Linked DNA regions of Mus musculus: region 2 is linked to region 1. Evidence: chromatin contacts called from public Hi-C data. All regions are on one chromosome and are shown on one strand. The core of a region is the stretch at or near the end of the contact, and the rest is flanking DNA. Distances in the headings are between cores, read along the strand shown.

Region 1 (3,876 bases), core at 1,014-3,513:
AACGAAGGACTTGTGACTTGCATATATATGTAAGATGAAATAAGCCCTTAGGTTGCTTTTGGTCAGAGAGTTTTATCACAAGATCAGAAAGGAAACCAGAACAACGGAGCAAGACTTGGAAACTGCTTCCTCGAGCAGGCACACTGCTCCCAAAACCCTACAAGCCCTACAAGGCCTTGTATCCTCCTGGGTCTCATCTAGCAGTTCCTGCCTCAGCCGCACGAGGGAGCCTTTGCCACTCCCTGCTGTCTTCAAAGTCCCCAGTCTCCTTAGGACTCCAGAAAGGGGCCAGCCTTTGAGGCTCTCCTGCCATGCAGAATGAGTTCCTTCTGAGCCCTGGGTGGCACAGGAGACTGGCGTGAGCTCGGGCAGCGGGGGAGGTTTCAGAACACAAGGCTATTTTTAACCTGGCACAGATGCCCTATTCCCAGCGAACGGAGGGGGTGGGGTAGGTGGGAAGCAATCTTGCCTTCCTGACTTATTGTTGTTTCATTAACCACTTCCGATGTTGGATACGAGGGGCATCACCTGGTTTCGTGGCTATTCTTCCTTGCCACAACCCCTTCCTGCTTCCCACTGCTCAAGCAGCGTTCTCCCCGCAGGGGGCAGAGAAGGAAGGGGAGAAAACGGGATTGACCAAGTGACGGTGACTAAGGGTGAGGAAGGGGTAAGCATTCTGTCTTGTGCTGTCAGCAGTGGGAGTGGGTCCAAAAAACCACTTAGCCCCTTAAATTGCTCACTTCTCCTCTCTCTAGTGGGTGTGCTCTAAATGGCTTGGAAAACCATTGCAGCTAATCAAAGGCAGCTGGAAGAGGGCCAGGCTGGACCCAGCAGGGGGCTGAATTGAGCCCGGATCCATTATCGCTACCCAGTCCAACATTTTAGTAGTGGGTTTCCGTCTGATTTCAGAGTGAGATGATTAGGTCATTATTTGTTAAATTATACCTTTTAATTAGTGGATCTATTAAAATGAAAAGCCTGAGAGAGGCACACAAGCCTCTGGGTTTTTGTTGGGGATTTATAATTACCACTGTTTAGAAGAGATTAGTGGGGGGGGGGGGCGGGCGTTAAAACCTTTTAAGAAAATCCTGGGAACAGAGATGCCAATAAGTAAGATATGGACCTTGCCGTTGCAGCTGTCTGCATCATTATCCATTTCTCATTACTGCAGAAAATGGGGGTGAAAGGGCCGAGGTCTAGCTCAGCAGTACAGCAACTCTCAGCATGCTGAAGGCCCTGGGTTCCACCCCCAACGCCCAAAATAATAAATCAAGGAAAAGATAATCATGCTTGGCTATGGCTTAGCATTAGAACATTTGCCTTGTGAGTCCCCAAGTTCCATCCCCAGCACTTACAAAGTCTATATAAAGTCACGCAGATTCTCTCTCTCTCTCTCTCTCTCTCTCTCTCTCTCTCTCTCTCTCTCTTTGGTGTTGGGGATGGAACCCAGAGCCTTACGAATATTCATAAATACTACTGACTGCTCCTCAAACCAGTTAGTTCAGTATTTTCCAAAGAGCGCGTCCAATACTGGTACTGAGAAACTAAAGGAGATCATGATTTTGGCCAGTACAGTGAGGAGTTTTAACCCATCATTCATTCCTTATAAGTTTGTGTTCTTGGGCGGTAGGGAAGTTGCGGGTGGTTAGGGGAGCGAGATACTGGATCTGTCTATGTAGACGTAAGCCTTTGGGGAGTTTGAGTTGGTCTTTGGGAGGAACCAGCAGGGATAATATGACGATGCTGTTTGGATTTGAGCTTCCTTCCTGTCGCTGTCCAACCTAGCTTTACAGAGTCCGCTGGTTGCAGAACGGCCTTAGTCCAGCAGAGGGCGCGTCACCGCCGGTTTTTAGACGCTCTCCGCTACAGGACGACACATTAGACCATCTGTGAGAGCCCAGCAGCATGGCTCTCCTCTCCCGCTGTGTTTCTTCTGTCTCTGCTGTCAGCAAGGAAGCCGATCTCTGCACACATTTGGTCTCTCGGACTATCAGAGGCCGCGGAGGCACATGCTCCGACTATTTTCATCTTTTTACTTAAAAGCAGCTCCTCGCTGCTCGCTTCACCACCAAGGGTATCTAAGCTACTTCTAAGACTTCCAGATCCGAAAGCCTTCCTTCCAGTTGCTCTATGTTCTGCAGACCCCATTGACAGCAGGCGGGGTGCCTCTCCCCAGTCTGACATGAGCTCTTGTCCACTGTTCCTCCTCCAATCTCCCTTAGACTTCATTACCGTGTCCTGTCATGGATCAAAAACCCCACGGGCACAGCTACTAGGAGCATCTTCTGTTCTCTGTCTCCAGGAATCAGCACAGCGTTTGATACAAACACCCCAGAAATACTCAATGCACAAATGAGTGCAGTCATGTAACTCATGTAAATTCAAGTTTAGGCTCTTCTCTCTCTCTCTGTCTCTCTCTCTGTCTCTCTCTCTCTGTCTCTCTCTCTCTGTCTCTCTCTCTGTCTCTCTCTCTCTGTCTCTCTCTGTCTCTGTCTCTCTCTCTCTCTGCACTGAGCAAGCTCTCTGCACTGGGGAAGCAGACATAAAAGGCACAGTTCCTGTCCTCAAAGAGACTGTAATCAGTAGAAGGCAGACATGAATCTGGGCAACTTGAATTTCCAGCTTCCTCTGGGTTGGCAGTTAATTTCACGCCCGCCACACAGGAAGGTTGCTGGCTGGCTGGACTAACACCCCCACCCCTGAAATTCAACCACAGAACTTGACTCCCAACCTTTCCTCGGGTTCTATTACTTGAAGCCCCAGCTTACGCTCTACATCCGATCCTTCCTATGAAACAGGACCACCTTGCCAAGGTCACGCTGATTGGACATCGGGGTTTGTCTGAGTCTAGTTGTCTCACAAGGAGGAAATGAGAAAACAGCCCACTGACGGGCAGTTTGTATTCTAAAGGCGGGCTTTTGGAATTGGTGGTGTTTGTTGGAGTTTCTTTGGTTTGGTTCAGTTGAGACAGGGCCTCACACTCTATTCCAGGATGGCGTTGAAATCATAACAATCCCCCTGCTTGCTGGTTTGATGCTGCAGAATCCGAGGGTAGGCCTGGTGCTTGCTTTTGCTTTCATCTTTATGCATAATAGCTGCTTACAGGAGCAGTAAAGAAAGATGCCTGTTCCCTGTGAGGGCCAACAGCATAGGCAACGCCGCCAGCAGACAGGCATTGCTTTCAGATAAACAAATGTCAGGTCCTACAGAGGCACTTTGGGATGGGAGGTAGGGCTATCACTGTGGCCCGAAGCAACTCAGACTCATTGCTAGGGCAGAATAGATGTCCTGGAAATGATTTGATGATGCAAAACTATGGCTTCTGAACAGGGCTGGAACGTGAAATGAATCAAAGAAAAGGCCACCGTGATTTTTCCTCCCTTCACTCTTGCAACAACAAACCCAATAATTTGATCTTGACGATTTCAGAGTATTGAAATTTTACCCCAACTAAATGCTTTGCTTTTGTGGCTGACGTCGTTTTCCAACCACACAATTACACCAGCTACAGCTGTGTGCACTGATGTGAATCAAATACTATCTGTCATTTGTAGTCTGCGTCTCCTCACCATAGCCCCCAGCAAGGGTCCCGAGGAACACAATTAAACCACTCACTGGATGGTTCACAGAGCAATTCTATCAAACCTCTGAAAAGAATGCAATAGGAAGGACTGCTTAAAATGTTACAGACTACAGAGGAAAAGCCACCTGAGCACAGAACTGGTACCAAACTCAGTGAAGGCTATGACACTATGACTGTCACTTACCTCACTAATTAACAGCAGCCACACACACACACAAAGCACAAACGAACCCCCAATGCATGTTATACCACAGAATATTCTAAGTAATTTAGGGTCTTTGTATTGCGTTTAT
Region 2 (3,876 bases), core at 480-2,979, 300 kb before region 1:
ATTGCAAGGTCATAATTTTTTTCCTTTAAAATTTAAAAATCAAATTTTCTATGGTATAATTGACTCACAGCAAAATAATACCCATGTTAAATGTATCCTTTGAGCTTTGAATTGCCTTAAGTAGCAATAACATATTTTCTGTCAATACACATAGACTTGGAGTAGTTTCCAAATAAGGGGAAAAAAAATGCAAGGTCCCTTTGGTTCAATTTTTTTGAGACTATTTCTCCTGTTTGGATTCCTAGATAACCAATCTCTCAGTGTAGATGTATTTTCAACAGTTGTAACTGGACAGCAGACAGCAAAACAACAATTCTCAGCCAGCAAGGAATGAGAACTCAAAATACTACAAAGTAACTACTGACAGGAACTATGAGAATAGCAACTCCAGCTGCAACCACAGAGCATATTTAAAAATAGCCGGTTACAATCTGTTGTAATCACTTTATGTTTTTTTCTATTTTATACATTTGGACTTTAGGGCAATTCTGGGACATCTCCTATGGTATGGATATTTTTCCATTAATTATTAATTATTTGGCACAGGCCAAATCTGTTAGTACATAGCTCATCTTTTGCTTTAGGTTTATCTGTCTGCAACTTGATAAGCTGTTTCTCTCTTCTGCTACTTCTAGATGAACTGTTAAGATTAAAACTGCACGAGAACAAACCGCACACATCCAACATCACATAATATCAAAACATGATGATATGCATTCAAAGACCACCATCTGTCACGTTAGGAAACAAACTAAATGCTAATAGGCCACAGAACACTGAAGCCACCACACAGGTGATGTTCTTGGGCCTGCCCTTTTCTAGTGCCTATTCTCTGGCTTACTACAAGTTCTGTCAATGCTACAAAGCTCTGTTATCCCAGGGCCATTTTTAGGACAACAAAATGTGCTGCTGTCAATAAAGTAGGCAAGAAGTCGTAGACCTCACCAGAGCTCTTCTGGTTGGTGACTGGCTTGCCTTCCTGAGGCACAACGTGTTGAAACACATGCTGAGCACCCTGGACCGTGGCCCTCCTCAGACATATGTCCAGCAGATCGTGGGTGGTCCCGACATTCTGGGCAAGTACGAACTGAGGGTCAGAATTTAGTTTCTGGATCAAAGCAGATACCTTCTCCGAATTTAGTCCTGTGGGAAGATCAAACGCCATTATAATTATATCCCCTCCCAAAGAGGCTGACGGGGACAGCTTTAGGATAGGGTCACCGTAGATCCTAGATTTAACTTCGCAAGAGCATCCTGCAGAGTGCTGTACCAGAAAGCCCTCTCCCGGCATCCTCCCCGCGTGATGTCGTCTCTCTCCTGGTGCTCTCCCACCCTCCCGGAGGGCTACATCCCGGCCCTCGCCTAGGTCCGTCCCCCCCTCCCCACCCACCCCCATCCCATCCCACGGCCTTTCACGCCGCCGGGCCTCACGGGTCCGCCGAGCCCGGGAGAGGACCCGGGAAAACACTCGTGGTACCAGCGGTGCCTCACCTGCGTTGTTCATGGCGCCCAAACTGCTTCGTGGAGGAAACGTTAGTTTTCAGGGTTTTCAGGTGAGCTCTGGGGTTACACTACAGTCCGCTGCCTAGCTGGCCGGACCTGGTTCTCGCACCCTAAGCGCCGGAAGAAGGAAACCCGCTCAATGGTGGCCGAGAGAAACGGGGTCCGCGGAGGGACAAAACTCCCCCCTCGCGTTGCTGAGTCAGCGCCATCGGGGCTAGCCCCGCCCGGGGGAGGGCCGACAGGGGCGGCCTTTCAGACTCTGGGGCCCGCACCTCGGCCCGGGAGCGGCAGGGCGAAGCCACCCACGATTGCAGCCCCCACTGCCAGCATTGCTCACTCTTCGCCTCGGCTGCGCCCTCCGCCATCTGTGATCCCTCTTCCTGGCTTCAAGGGCGCCCTCCCGGGATCCCAAGCTCCTAGAGGAAGGAGGCTGAGGGTTCCGTGCTGATGAACCCAGATCCCTCACTGTCTAGCATTGGGGAAACTGACGCTTAGAACTCCTTTGAGAAGCCAGAGGAGGTTTTGTGAAGTGAAAAGGAAGTAAGGGACCCAAAATTAGCCATGGGACGGCAGATCTCAAGAAATCCACCCAAAGGCTTTTCCTGTAGGCACTTAGCTGACCAATCTGTTCATCTTTTTCAATTGCAACTTGTTGCTTAGAGTCTAGTGAGAACAAAGTTCTTGTATTTGAAAGGATTTTGGAACCAATCTCTTTCCCACCCACCCATAAGCTACTACCACGGTTCTACAAATACACATCTGCTCATTTCATCTACACATTCTGGGCTTCGCAAGGCTCATGAGTGGTTCCTATTGAGCCCAGCTTGGGCTAAGGAGAATGATTACGTCAATTTTATGCTTTTTTTTTTTTTTTTTTTTTTGCTAATATCTACAAAACCTGTAAATCACACACACACACACACACACACACACACACACACAGAGTCTTCGAGATAATTAATCAGTTTTTCAAGACGGGGCGGGAGAGTCCACTGCATAATAAAATAAGTACAAATGCACACTGTAGCCTTACTATTCAGATTTTCCATGGAGCCTAAAACCTAAGTCTTAAATTGAAAATCACCCATGGTTCAGAGGAATTCTGATGTCTGGAAAGTGCCACATGCAGACAGCCATCTGTCACTTGAGAATTCAGTCTCTGTGTCCCTGAGAGACTTAGCTAAAGACCTGCAATTCGACATAGCAACCATCTCCAAGGGAGCCCATCAACTACCCTATCCTGTGGGGCTTTTTTTTTTATTTTTTCCATTTTCTGAAGAAAAAAGAAACAAGCTACAACTCATGCTGAAAGAAATCATGGGCCCTTTCACCAAATAAATAAATAAATAAACAAACAAATAAATAAACAATAAAAATGATGTTCAAACTTCCTGCCCAATTGGACTCAGCCCAAAGAATAAAATTGTATTCAACATTTGTGGTGTAACAGGTCCTCAGCAAGTTTCTGCTGATATAAAAAAAATTAAAAACTTTAATCTTGTCATCAAGAGACTCATGATGTGGGACTGGGAGATAGCCCAGCAGATAAAAGCACTTGCTGATGATCTTCCAGGGGACCCAAGTTCGGGTCCCAACACTCAAGTCAGAAAACTGTAAGTCCAGTTCCAATGGGTCCAGCCAACACTTCCTTCTGGCTACCATGGGCACTCATCCCATGTGCACACCTATACACAGAGACATACACATTCAAAACAATTAACGTGGGAAAGACATGCAACAGAACCTATGCTATCTCACAGTAGTGCTATATAAGTAGTAGCTAGCAGTGAGAGCCAGACGCTAGAAAAACAGAGGTGATAAGGCTGGGCTCAAGAGTAGAACACTTGCTTAGCGTGCACAAGGACCCTGGATTTAGCCCCCAGCCCCACAAAAAGAAAAGGGGGACAGGTGGTGATAACTTTGAAGAGTGAATGGAATTTTACGAGACAAAGAGTGAGAGAGAGGGCACTCAAGGTAACAGCAAAGGCAGGAGGCGTGGGAGCGCATGACAAGATCAGCTGTAAGCCTCCCTGCGCCACAATTTGATGTGGTTCAAAGCAAGAACTGGGATGAGATCAGAGGCAAGGCGCAGGACCAGGAAGGTGGGTTTGGGCTGGGATATAAAGGCTTTTATATGCCACACCTGAGCATCTGGACTTTATTCTATGCTTAATTAGAAGTCAAAAATAGGTTTAAACAAAGGAGCCATATTCTCAGATCTGTGCAAAGAAAGATCTGGTGGCTACGGGGAGGGGAGAGATTCTGGAGACAGGGGAATTAGTCAGAATGCTGTTATAGTAGAACACTTGGAAGATAACAACAGCCTTAATTGTGGAGCGTGAAGAAGCATGGCTAACCTCAAAGCTCTCTGTT

Evidence for each region. Hi-C and Micro-C count contacts between places; a contact is called where the count stands out from the background.
Region 2: a contact with region 1 is called in a Hi-C map of nephron progenitors, with 3 times the contacts expected there. The contact joins the promoter of Blmh here to the enhancer-like site in region 1. A contact is called at or near these places in 1 of 15 datasets of contacts at CTCF or cohesin (the NIH/3T3 cell line), 4 of 484 Hi-C or Micro-C datasets (bone marrow-derived macrophages, cortical neurons, nephron progenitors and 1 more), 8 of 115 datasets of contacts at active chromatin or transcription factors (embryonic limb bud, embryonic stem cells, large pre-B cells and 2 more) and 1 of 9 other capture datasets (embryonic stem cells).

What each region holds. Positions count from the first base shown.
Region 1 is chr11:76,644,123-76,647,998 of GRCm38.p6, reverse strand. The region is part of intron 1 of Gm46288 (a long non-coding RNA gene); the gene reads right to left. Among named protein-coding and RNA genes, the nearest start is that of Gm46288, 19 kb to the right of the region's middle. Within about 2 kb of position 2,263, at least 38 of the 459 cell types and tissues checked have an H3K27ac peak or open chromatin away from gene starts, as enhancers often do. A contact at or near this core is called in bone marrow-derived macrophages and nephron progenitors, where this site is marked.
Region 2 is chr11:76,943,509-76,947,384 of GRCm38.p6, reverse strand. It overlaps Blmh (bleomycin hydrolase), which reads right to left and starts at 1,729. Exons shown (of 12, transcript NM_178645.4): 1 at 1,492-1,729; 2 at 946-1,143. The coding sequence starts at 1,504.